Linked DNA regions of Drosophila melanogaster: region 1 is linked to region 2. A link is a contact called in public Hi-C data. All regions are on one chromosome and are shown on one strand. The core of a region is the stretch at or near the end of the contact, and the rest is flanking DNA. Distances in the headings are between cores, read along the strand shown. Region 1 holds the start of MCU (Mitochondrial calcium uniporter). Region 2 holds the start of CG10147.

The links. A called contact is a pair of places that touch in the nucleus more often than the background predicts.
Region 1: a Hi-C map of the Kc167 cell line shows a contact between it and region 2, with 4 times the contacts expected there. A contact is called at or near these places in 8 of 107 Hi-C or Micro-C datasets (the Kc167 cell line, the S2 cell line, embryonic neurons and 3 more) and 2 of 7 datasets of targeted methods (both in the Kc167 cell line).

Annotation. Positions count from the first base shown.
Region 1 is chr3L:6,549,235-6,554,527 of dm6, forward strand. MCU (Mitochondrial calcium uniporter) reads left to right here and starts at 1,505. Exons shown (of 8, transcript NM_144449.4): 1 at 1,505-1,602; 2 at 2,530-2,715. The coding sequence starts at 2,599. It overlaps sfl (sulfateless), which reads left to right. Exons shown (of 7, transcript NM_079222.5): 7 at 1-870.
Region 2 is chr3L:6,484,307-6,489,688 of dm6, forward strand. It overlaps CG10147, which reads right to left and starts at 4,118. Exons shown (of 2, transcript NM_001274548.1): 1 at 3,550-4,118; 2 at 1,861-3,489. The coding sequence starts at 4,035. The coding sequence ends at 2,629. It overlaps Bulli (bulli), which reads left to right and starts at 4,375. Exons shown (of 7, transcript NM_139790.3): 1 at 4,375-4,562; 2 at 4,624-5,107; 3 at 5,164-5,382. The coding sequence starts at 4,455. It overlaps CG42747, which reads left to right. Exons shown (of 7, transcript NM_139788.3): 6 at 1-256; 7 at 379-1,658. The coding sequence ends at 750.

The DNA of each region.
Region 1 (5,293 bases), core at 255-2,754, 62 kb after region 2:
AAAAAAAAAAAACGAAAAGGGCCAGCTTATAAACAGCTTAAAAACAGCAGCTACCGTAGAAAAAAGATAAATTAAGATGAAAAAAATAACATAATTAGTCGCTTTTAACATGCATAAATCTTTTTTGTTCGTTGCTATTGCAGCTAATTAATGTCACTGCAGTTGTCAGCTAAAGTTGTACAGTGTATGAGTGCGTATCTGTGTGAATTTATCTGCGGACATTGTGTAAATAGGCATGAGTGTGTGTGTATGCTTGCGCATTATAAATTATCATAAATAATATCATGAGGCATCATGAATAAATGCATAAATGCGCTTTGTTAGTTGTTTAATGTTTATTAGTTGGCAATGGCGAATTAAGCGCCTAATTGAGTTTACGCATAATCCAGCACTTTCGTTATTACTATTACCTCAGACACCGATTCAGCTCTCCTCATCGTAAAGACTCGATCAAATAACTTTTGACAACTCCAAAATACATAACTATGTACTACTATACACACGGCAGCCACAGAAACTTCTGTGTACCTTAAGCATTTCAAATCCATGCCACGACTGTGACTTTGTTCCAGCAGTTAACGAATGCTACAGTAAAACCCAGATATATATATATATCGGACTAGTACGTTAAGCATAAGGCTGCCTCTATCCCCTAAGTGTATTATAGATGTTTTTAGCCTAAGTAGACTTAAAATGCGCTTGTCACAGGCCTCGATGTAAAAGTGTAAAACTCTAGTTGTATTTTTAACGCAGCACTAAGCAAAGCTCTATTGTATAGTTGGATATATGCGTAAATGTATGAGGACTAGTTCAAGTTTAGATTGGTAATGCGACAATAATAAAAGCGAAATTATTGCAAGTGTAAAATGGATGCGAATTATTCATTGGCGCGTTTATGCGGGAAATTTGAAAAGTAGGTTTACTTTTGTACTAAAAAAACTATTTCAATCACAAGCCGACTAAACAGTCGAGACACGAACCTAAACAATGTTCTAAAACCAAGTAAACACGACAAGCTAAGACATGCACCTTTAACGAGGGCACCATCCACATTTATCGAGTTCAGGAACCAAAAGGAAAGAGTATTCGCTAGATACGGATAAAAAATTGTGTATTTTTATCGAATAAACGTGTGTAGAAATCGAAATGGCAACTTCAGCATATGACCCCAAAATTCGTTATTTTCAAAAAGCTTTGCTTCTCATTGACTATTATAATTATATGTAAGAGTAGTAAAAATTCATCCGATGGACAAGCACAATTACATTTATTTTACTGTGCCGCTTTGCCATATTACAAAATATAAATAAATAGACAACAAATTTAAAAAACAATTTATTTCTGTACAAGCATATTTAATTTTTTAAATATTTTTTTTGGCGCCACGTTATTCAGTGAAAACAGTGACATAACAGCATGGTAATCGATTGGTGCTGGGTGCGCACCGATAGTATCGATTAGGCATAGCTTTTCGTTTGCAGCTTCGGTTAGTTCATTTCTGTAGTTCGTTCGTGTCGGTTGTGGGAGTTGATGTTTTCTTATTTTATTGACAACTTTGAATATTAACATTCAAATACGCGCAATTTCGGTGTATATTTCCGAGTAACTAAAATTTATTTATATAAGAAAACAACGGTATATATGGTTGGCGCGTCGGTTTCAAATCGAAACCGCAAGCTATAAATTTAAATATCAGCTAGATAAGCCATAGAACGATAAAAGTAGCACGTGCTAACAGGTATTCGGCCACAAACGACAGTTGCAAAAAGAGTTAATTATTAATAATAATATCGCGTGTTCTCACAGCCGGCTTTAAATAAAAAGTCGTGGGCGAAGAGAGTGCAAAGAGAGCGAAAGAGAGAGTGCCGTGCAGCGAATGGTCCATTAAAACGGCGCGTTCCCAATAATTAAATTCCCAGAATATATATCTTTCCACATATGTATATATAATTTTATTCCGAGTGCTAATCGCTGGGTTTTAGCCCTATGTGCCGCGCATGAAAAGTTAAAGAAGATTCGCTTGGTAAAACCGGTAATTCTCTTCGCCCCTTCTCACAGAAAATTCTCCCGTTCTCCTTTTTCGCGCCCGTTCTTGGTTGTTTTTGTTGTTGGTTGCGGCTTGTTGCATTTTCCCTGTCACAACTTATACACTTTGTTAAAGTAGTCAAAATTAAACGTAATCATGTCAAAATGTTAGGTGAAAGTGAAATTCGCATTGGCCGCTTTTGTTTATTTATCGTGGGAGCTATCTATTCGAGCCTATCGGAAGATTCTAACGGTGCCTTTGAAATCCACGACGATGAAAGAGGCTTCGCTAAAGTTTCCGGTTCGAATAAATAATACCCGTTTCGCACATAGGCGTTTAAAATTAGATTTTGGCTGAAAGGTAGTGCCAAGCCTCTTAGTGTACTTGTATTTCTTATTTATTTTCTAATCCAAACAATAAGTTGGGCGCGGAATTGCAACACATTACTCATTATTTACCCCCCCATAACCGGTGTTATCGTGATTTACAATAAAAATAAAAAGGAGTATTCAGTGCTGTGGTGTAGTGTTCAATCCAGCCGTACAACCAGTTCCTGTTAAGCGAGCCGCATCATGTCCAGAAATAGGGCTGCCATGGTCAGCGCCTTTCGGCTCTTCCTGCGACCAGCGACCACCACCACCCATAGAAGTCTCGCCCTGCGTTTGGCCCCCGGCACCACCTTCGCCCTGGTGAGTGCTACATACAAAGTACCTACGCACATACACAGTTCAGGAAAACTATCTGGGGAAGTCGCGCTCCGGGGGAGCAGCTGTTTGCCACGGTATCGGATCTATAAAAATACACGCACTTGCTTTTCGAATGTGAATAAGCGCATGCTAACAACAAGGGGTAGTATTGTAGTATTAAGAAATGAGCCATTCAACGACGTATTGAGAAGTTATCTAGGTCAGTTTTTAAAGCTTTTATCACTTTACAAATATCAGCATATGACAAATTGGAAGTCTTATTTATAATATAGATTTATTTTAGAAACTTTGATTTTATAAAAAAAATACATATTTTAGATGAAGTTGGTATAGACGAATGGTATTCTAAAAATTTGAGAAATGCTATTCTCTTGGGCGCCACTGTCTGCACACAAATGTAGCTCTGCACAGTCAAACTTATATAGAAATGTCTTGTCCTCTGCTGTGCTGGGCATATTTTGTGTTTCGAATTTTTAAAATTTATGCAAAGAACCAGTCCGAAAATACAAAATAACCTTACATACATACCATACACCATATCCACATGTCATATGTACATATGGTTCTCACTCTGTTTCTCTTTCGTTCACTTTCCCCCTTTTCTTTTGCTAACTTCATTTGAAGTTTTGCTCTCTCTCCCCGGCATTTTTCTCTCTTCATTTTGACTTGTTGTTGTTTTTGCACCTGCGCGAAAAGGCCAAGGCAATAACAACAAAACAGCTGTCAGAAATGTTTATCATCACATGACATGTAGTTGGAGGCGGGTTGTCGAAGAGGGAGGGGCGCTGATAGATGAGCGATTGGGATAATTTTTTTTTCAGAGAGAGAAGTTTGGAACAATTAGCACCGGCTATGGCATCCCAATTCCTGCAAAACTGTAGGTCATTGATTTAATTATTGTGAGTGAGTCATTTTTTTAATGCTGCCACTGATTTTTGTTGTCTAACAATTATAAACGCTAATGCTTATCAGTTTACATTTCAAGCTAAAGTAGGTGAGTCAGCGAAAGCATCTGAAATATGAGTACAATCCGCGCACAGTGAAACTCGACAATGATGAATATTTGATAAGCCTCAAAAATGTCGAATTTAATCGTAAATCTAAATCAAAATTTTAAATATTATAGGTGTGAATTGAATGAAATTTAAGATCCTTAGATTTTAAAAAGTTCTTCACCAAATATATTTTCCTGATTGGAGCTTCACTGTACCAAAAAGGCTCATTCAACCGGCTTGTATTGTGTGCTAGTATAGTATTTCTTTTATGACAAACTCGATTTGCATACGAAATGATTAAATACGCCGTTATTTGCTCAACGCAAACGGGCGGCTTTGAGCTTTTTTGTTTGTGAAGAGAGCGGGACAAACAAAAGCGAGTGTTGATGACATTGGGCGAAAAGGGGGCGAGATACTTTGTACCTAGATTATTTTATTTTAGCAAGTTATTTGCTCGACTTTTTGTGCCCACAAGTGTCTATCTCAATTTGCATTCTGTTTTTCGAGCTTCTCCCAGCTGATTAAAGCAAATAGAAGCGATGACAAAAAACGACATCATTGATTGTCAAGCTCAAAAGTTTGCCAAACTTCTTGACCCGGATTTCCGGTTTTGGCATCTTAACCTGTCATAGTGTCTCCACATCACGCTCCACTTAGTTTACTTGAAATCTCTGGATGTACGTGAAAAAATAAATAAAATCCAGAGGATTTGTAGAATTTTTGGGGGAACTCTCTTGCAGTTTTTTCTATGTTTTCGTAGGGCACAAAAACTTTTATTGGCGCCATTTGGTCTGCCCCACAATACACACGCACACACAGGCAGGCGGCACACGGACTCACAGACACAGAACGTGTGCTCTTACATCTTTCCATCCCTTTCTTCCCCTCCTACAACTGTCTCTTTCCGACAATTTCACTAGAATGGGATTTTTGGCTTGCCCTCGAATTTCGGCTTTTTTGCATTGTGTGTTGCCATTTGTTTTGCTATCGTCCTGTTTCCTGGGGCGTGGCACACATACACAAAAATATATGTGGTTGTGTTCCTGTATATGTGGAACACTGACAGCTGAAATTCTAGTAAACCCCTTTATTGTTTCTGAAATATGGCGAAAATATAATGCTAACCAATTATACAATTATATTTCTCACTCGAAAGTTTTTCCACAAATTGTTTCGGCATAAAGTTTTTCATGAAAAGAAAGTTTTGGATGAAACATTAATGGGATAGTTTCATAAGTCAAAAAATACATTTCTTGAAGACGGCCATCATTACTTCAGTTGCGGTTTAAAATTAGTTGAGTGCTTATTCATAAAATGCTGATTAATAATAGGAATATGATTTTAATACTCTCATACCTTATCAGACCCTATTGTTTTAACCATAACTGTATGTTACTGGGAATTTGCTGTGCCGGTGAACAATTATTTTCCGACAGATGCAACGCTTGCGATGGGCGATCAATTGATATTTGATTAAATACACGAGTGCCATGATTCAGGCTTTGGACCCGGCTTTATTTGTGCATCCCTGTGTGTGTGCAAACACAGACATACATACATAAATA
Region 2 (5,382 bases), core at 2,868-5,367:
CTCGGCGGACAGCATCCGGCGGCCCACGAGCAACTCCGGCGTTTGGACCTGGCTGGGCGGCAGTCGTCGCTCCTCCGCCGGTCCCGACCAGATCGGTCCGCCGTCGACGTCGCCGGCGGAGAACCACTATACCCACATGGACGATGCCTACAGTCCGGTGGGCGTGAGCGAGGCGCTCTACGCGGAACTGGATCGCGAGTCCGTGCGATCCGCCAATCCCTCATATCAGAATACGGCCTACAGTCAGTGTGGCGAGGTGGGTAGCGCAAATAAAGTAAAATAATAGTTGGTAAATTGGTTTAATACCTACAGCCCAATTCATGACAGAAATTCAGTAATAATTCAGAAAATAATCCTGCAATCCACCCTTCATTACAGAAATACAATTACCAGGGCCACGAGCAGGACATTCCCATGGTGGTCTCCTCGGCACCCAGCAGTGCTTACTATTCGGATCTGTCGGTGACCGCGATGCCCGGCGGAGCGAGTGGCAGTAATCAGGGCGCCTACGAGATTGTCGGACTGAACGTGATGTCCCAGCCGCTGCCCAACTGGGATCATCATGGCGGAGGAGTGGGAGGTGGCGGTGTTGTGGCTGCAGGAGCAGCAGCCGCCATCCTTGGAGGCGGTGGTGGTGGGGGCAATGGCCTTACGCCGGGCGAGGCTGCGGCGATGACGCAACGACGAGGTCCTCGACTGGCGGCCATCAACGAGACGAGCACCAGCACAGTGCCCTCGGACTATGTCTAAATGGAGTAAGCGTTTAAATACAAACATAATGTGAAATGTTCAGCGAGCTTAACATGTTAATAGGATATAGAAGTACGTTATATACACCCCACAGATCTAAGGTTAAATTTACATAATATTTAACACTGGCATACCATAGTGTTTAGTGTTTAGCATGGACTTGTGTCTTTGGTTAATGTCTGAAATTATAATCTGTACCCGTTGCCGATATTGGGATATATTTATACACACTTACAAGGCAAGAATGTATTATATGTCTAGTTTTTATGTAGTCTCTAAGCAACGATTTAATCGTGGGTGATATTTAGCCTAAAAATATGCTATATTCTTATGTTCTACGTACTTTAAACATTTTCTAAAAATGTAAAAACGACAACAAACGCATTTTTTCATAGGCTTAGAACGAGTGAAGTGAACGCGATGGACAAGAAATCGTATTTCCCCCCAGGATCAGTACACGCAAATATAGAAACGATATATACATACGAATACAACATATTTATACACTCAATATTTACAGCAGCCGAAAAAAGAAAACGCATTTAGCTCACCAACATATATAACTATACAAATATATATCTATAACAATAACTGAAGAATCATATTTACAACGATTTTAATGCAACAGATTTCACCATATTTACCGGGGGAAATGATCGTGGCACGTCATATCATTTACCACACCATTATACATATGTATGCAAAGCTATCTATATACTATACCATATACAATAAACAGACTCACGACCTTTAGCAGATGTACTTTAGTTTTTAGTGGTCCGCGGCAGGAAGCGAATCCTCTGCCGATTTATTTAGTAACACACACACACACACACACAATTCCTGTACATTATTGTTTTAGTTGAAAATATAATTAAACAATTATTGATATTTACATTCTGAATCCCAAAAGGAAATGGTTCTTTATTGGAGTATTTATTTGTCGATACAGTAAGTACAATAGTACTCTTAAAGTATATAATTTCATTTTTAACCGAGTAAAAGGTTTTAGTTCATAAAAAATAGGTAATAAGAAAACAATTTTATAAATTCAACAAACTTAAAGTTTAAGAAACAAACAGAACGAAACAAAAAACTATAACTACACTTCATAAAAGAATATGCACTTTACCCTTTACTTCCTGATTTGGATAACTTGGCATATTCTCAAACGTGAATAACTTAAACCAAAGTTTATTGCAAAACTCCCCGTATCCTTATACTTCCTGATTTATTGTCAGTATTCGAAGTTATTGTCGTTTACTTAAAGTGTAAGTTGCAAATGTGACTATAATACTAAACGTCTTTTACCCTAATCTTCCTGATATTTTCGTTGTTAAGGGTAAATTGACATACATAAATGGTAAGAAACTAAAAGTGCAGTTTCTTTAAAATAATTCACTTTACCCTACACTTCCTGATTAGTGTTATTAAGGGTTATTGTCTCCATTCATAATCTCTTCTTGTTTTGTTAACATTATTTGGGGTTATCGTCATATACTTGTACCTTCCACCTTCTGATTTATTGTCATTAACTTATACCCTACACCATAAGATTTATTGTCGTTATTGCGGGTTGTTGTCATATTAATTAGTTTCTTGATAAGATAGAAAAACTACAGCTTATTAATTAATGCCATTTACCCTAAACTTCCTGATTTGTTAACGTTATTAAGGGTAAAATGGCATGTATTTGTGCCATTAGAAACTAAGACTAGTTTATTAAAAATTGCCTCTTCCCTGCTCTTCTAATTCGTTATCGTAATAAATCCCTCAATAAAGGAGGTATGTAAATATTAATTAAGTTGTGAGTCAAGTAAAATACGATATGAATGTTGTACTTTCCACTGAACCTAAAATAGAAATATGTTAACTTCTTTAACCCATGCTAGTCAGTTGCAGCAGAGCACAAGCGGTCTGCTGATTATCCCCCGATTCGTGGACCTTGCGATGGGTGCGCAAGGCAGAGGGTTGTATAAATTTCTTGCCGCAAACGTGACACTCAAAGTTCTTTTCGCCAGTGTGGGTCATTTCGTGATATTTTCGCGTGTCGGTGGTGGCAAATTTCTTTTCGCAATAGCTGCAGGCATAATCTCGTGCCTTCTCGTGGATTGCGCGGATATGTTTCTTAAGACTCGTTGAGCTGTTGCAAACTTTGGGGCAATCCTTGCAGGACCAGGTCCTTTCCAGAGTATGATAGTTGATATGCAGTCGCAGTTCGTTTTTGGTCGTCTTCTTGAGACCACAGTAGGGGCAACTAAAGTTCTTTATGCCCTGGTGACGCATCATGTGGATCTTGAGTTTCTCCGTGCTATAGAATCGCATAGAACATTCCGGCAGTTCGCAGGCATATGGCAATACCAGCTGGTCACCGTGTGTGAACCGATGCTGGCTTAGGGCAGAGCCAGTCTTGAACACCCGACCACAGAACTCGCACATATGGGTCTTCAAAGGCTTGCCAATGTCGTGAGCCTTGCTTTGGTGGTATTTCAGCGAGGCCTTGTGCCGGTACATCCTGTTGCAGCCCTCCTCCTCGCAGACAAACCGCATGCCCACTTCCGAGTGCTCTAGCTCGTGCTGCCTGAGGTTCTCGAATCGGTTGAAAGCTTCCTCGCATCCGGGCTCAGTGCAATGATACAGCATGTGTCCCTGGTGTTCCTTCTTGTGCAGAATCAAGCGTTTCTCCTCTCGAAACTCGTCGGCGCACAAGTCGCACTTGTATGTGGTCAATGGCGGCTCCTGAAATCATTGAATACAACTTAACTTACACTCCTGTTTAAACCTTAAACCCAAACTCACTTCCAAAGCTTTCTTTTCCGTTTCCGGGGGTTGCTGGACATTTTCGGTGAAGGTATGGAATACCAAGGTTGGCGGTGCCTGTTCAGCGACTATTGGGGTATTTTGTGCACTCAAATTGGTATCACATATAATCATCTCCGGCGGCTCCAATAGAAGTTCTTCCAGCTCCAGCTCCTCTTCCTCATCTTCATCGACCTCGTAAACAGGTTTCCTGCGATCTATTTTCTTCCAAGTTACCAGACTTTTAGAACGCCACTTATTGTCGGCTATAATGCAAAGTGCTCGGAAGGAGTGGAACTTCTCCAGAAGCTCGTAGCACTCCGAGCAAATTTCGCTGGGCAAAATATCCTGGTCATCAGGATCCACCACCAAATTTGTGCACTCCGAAAATTTGACGGCGAGATATGGATGGTGCAGCAAATTGTAGGCCTCGTCGTCTCTAGCCACATCGCTGGAGCATACGCGGCATTTGTCCAGGTGTCCCATTAAGTGGTTGAATCAAAGTTATTGAGACCTTTTTTTAAATTCACAAGAAAAAATATTTTTCTGTGTCCTGTCTGCCGTTTTTTCTTATCGCTGTTGTTTGTATACTAAACAGCTGATAGGGCTGGCAAAAATACCGCTGATAGCAATAGTGATGGCAAATAATAGCGTGAGTTGGAAGGGGTTAAATAAATATAGTATAAATGTTTAAAAATATCTACTGTAAGCATACCACAAATAATGTTAAATACATTTATATTTTTAATCCTTGCACGTACAATAAATGAAATTAATCGTGACTTAAAACAGCTTGTTACTCGTGGCACATCTCTAGCACCCTGTGCTAAAGTCACATCTCTAATGGGGGGTGTATAAAAAGTTGTGCTGTTGCAGTTTGTTATTTATTTTTTTCCAGCACAACAATGGATAATTCCAATGGAATCCACTACATTGAGCTAACCCCAAATCCCATACGATTTGATGCTGTCAGCCAACTAACCAATGTGTTTTTCGATGACTCCAACAAGCAGGTATAGTTAAAACATGTTAAAAATCCATGTTGATGATGGCTAAAAATCTATATCTGTAAAGATATTTGCTGTTCGGTCTGGAGGAGCTACTGGTGTGGTGGTCAAAGGTCCTGGATCTCCCGACGATGTCGTCATCTCCTTTTGCATGAGCGACCGTGGCGGTGCCATAAGGTCCATTAAGTTCTCGCCGGACAACCAAATCTTGGCCGTTCAGCGAAAGGAGAATTCCGTGGAGTTCATATGTTTTCAGGGAGATCAGCCTCTGCTGCAGGACATCATTACCCACCAGGTGAAGACTCTGATCCATGGCTTTGTTTGGGTCCACAATCGAGAGGTGGCCCTGATTTCGAATACCGGCGTGGAGGTCTACACCGTAGTTCCTGAGAAGCGACAGGTGCGCTCTGTGAAATCCCTGAGCATTGGCATCAAGTGGTTCGCCTGGTGCTGCGATGCCAATGTGGCTCTACTGTGCACCAGCGAAGGAAACTCCCTGATTCCGGTGCTGGTCAAGCAGAAAGTAATCACCAAGCTGCCCAAAGTGGACTGTAAGTAATCCTTTTGGGTTAAAATCCTTTAAAAGCGTTTTAATCTTTCCTTTCAGTGGGCAATCCAAGTCGCGATGTCCAGGAGAGCAAGGTCACCTTAGGCCAAGTTTACGGCGTGCTGGCTGTGCTTATCCTCCAGTCAAATAGCACCACCGGACTGATGGAAGTCGAGGTGCACTTGCTCAATGGACCGGGCTTGGCTCCACGCAAGTGCCATGTGCTCCGCTTAAGTCTGCTTGGTCGCTTCGCCATCAACACGGTGGATAATCTGATTG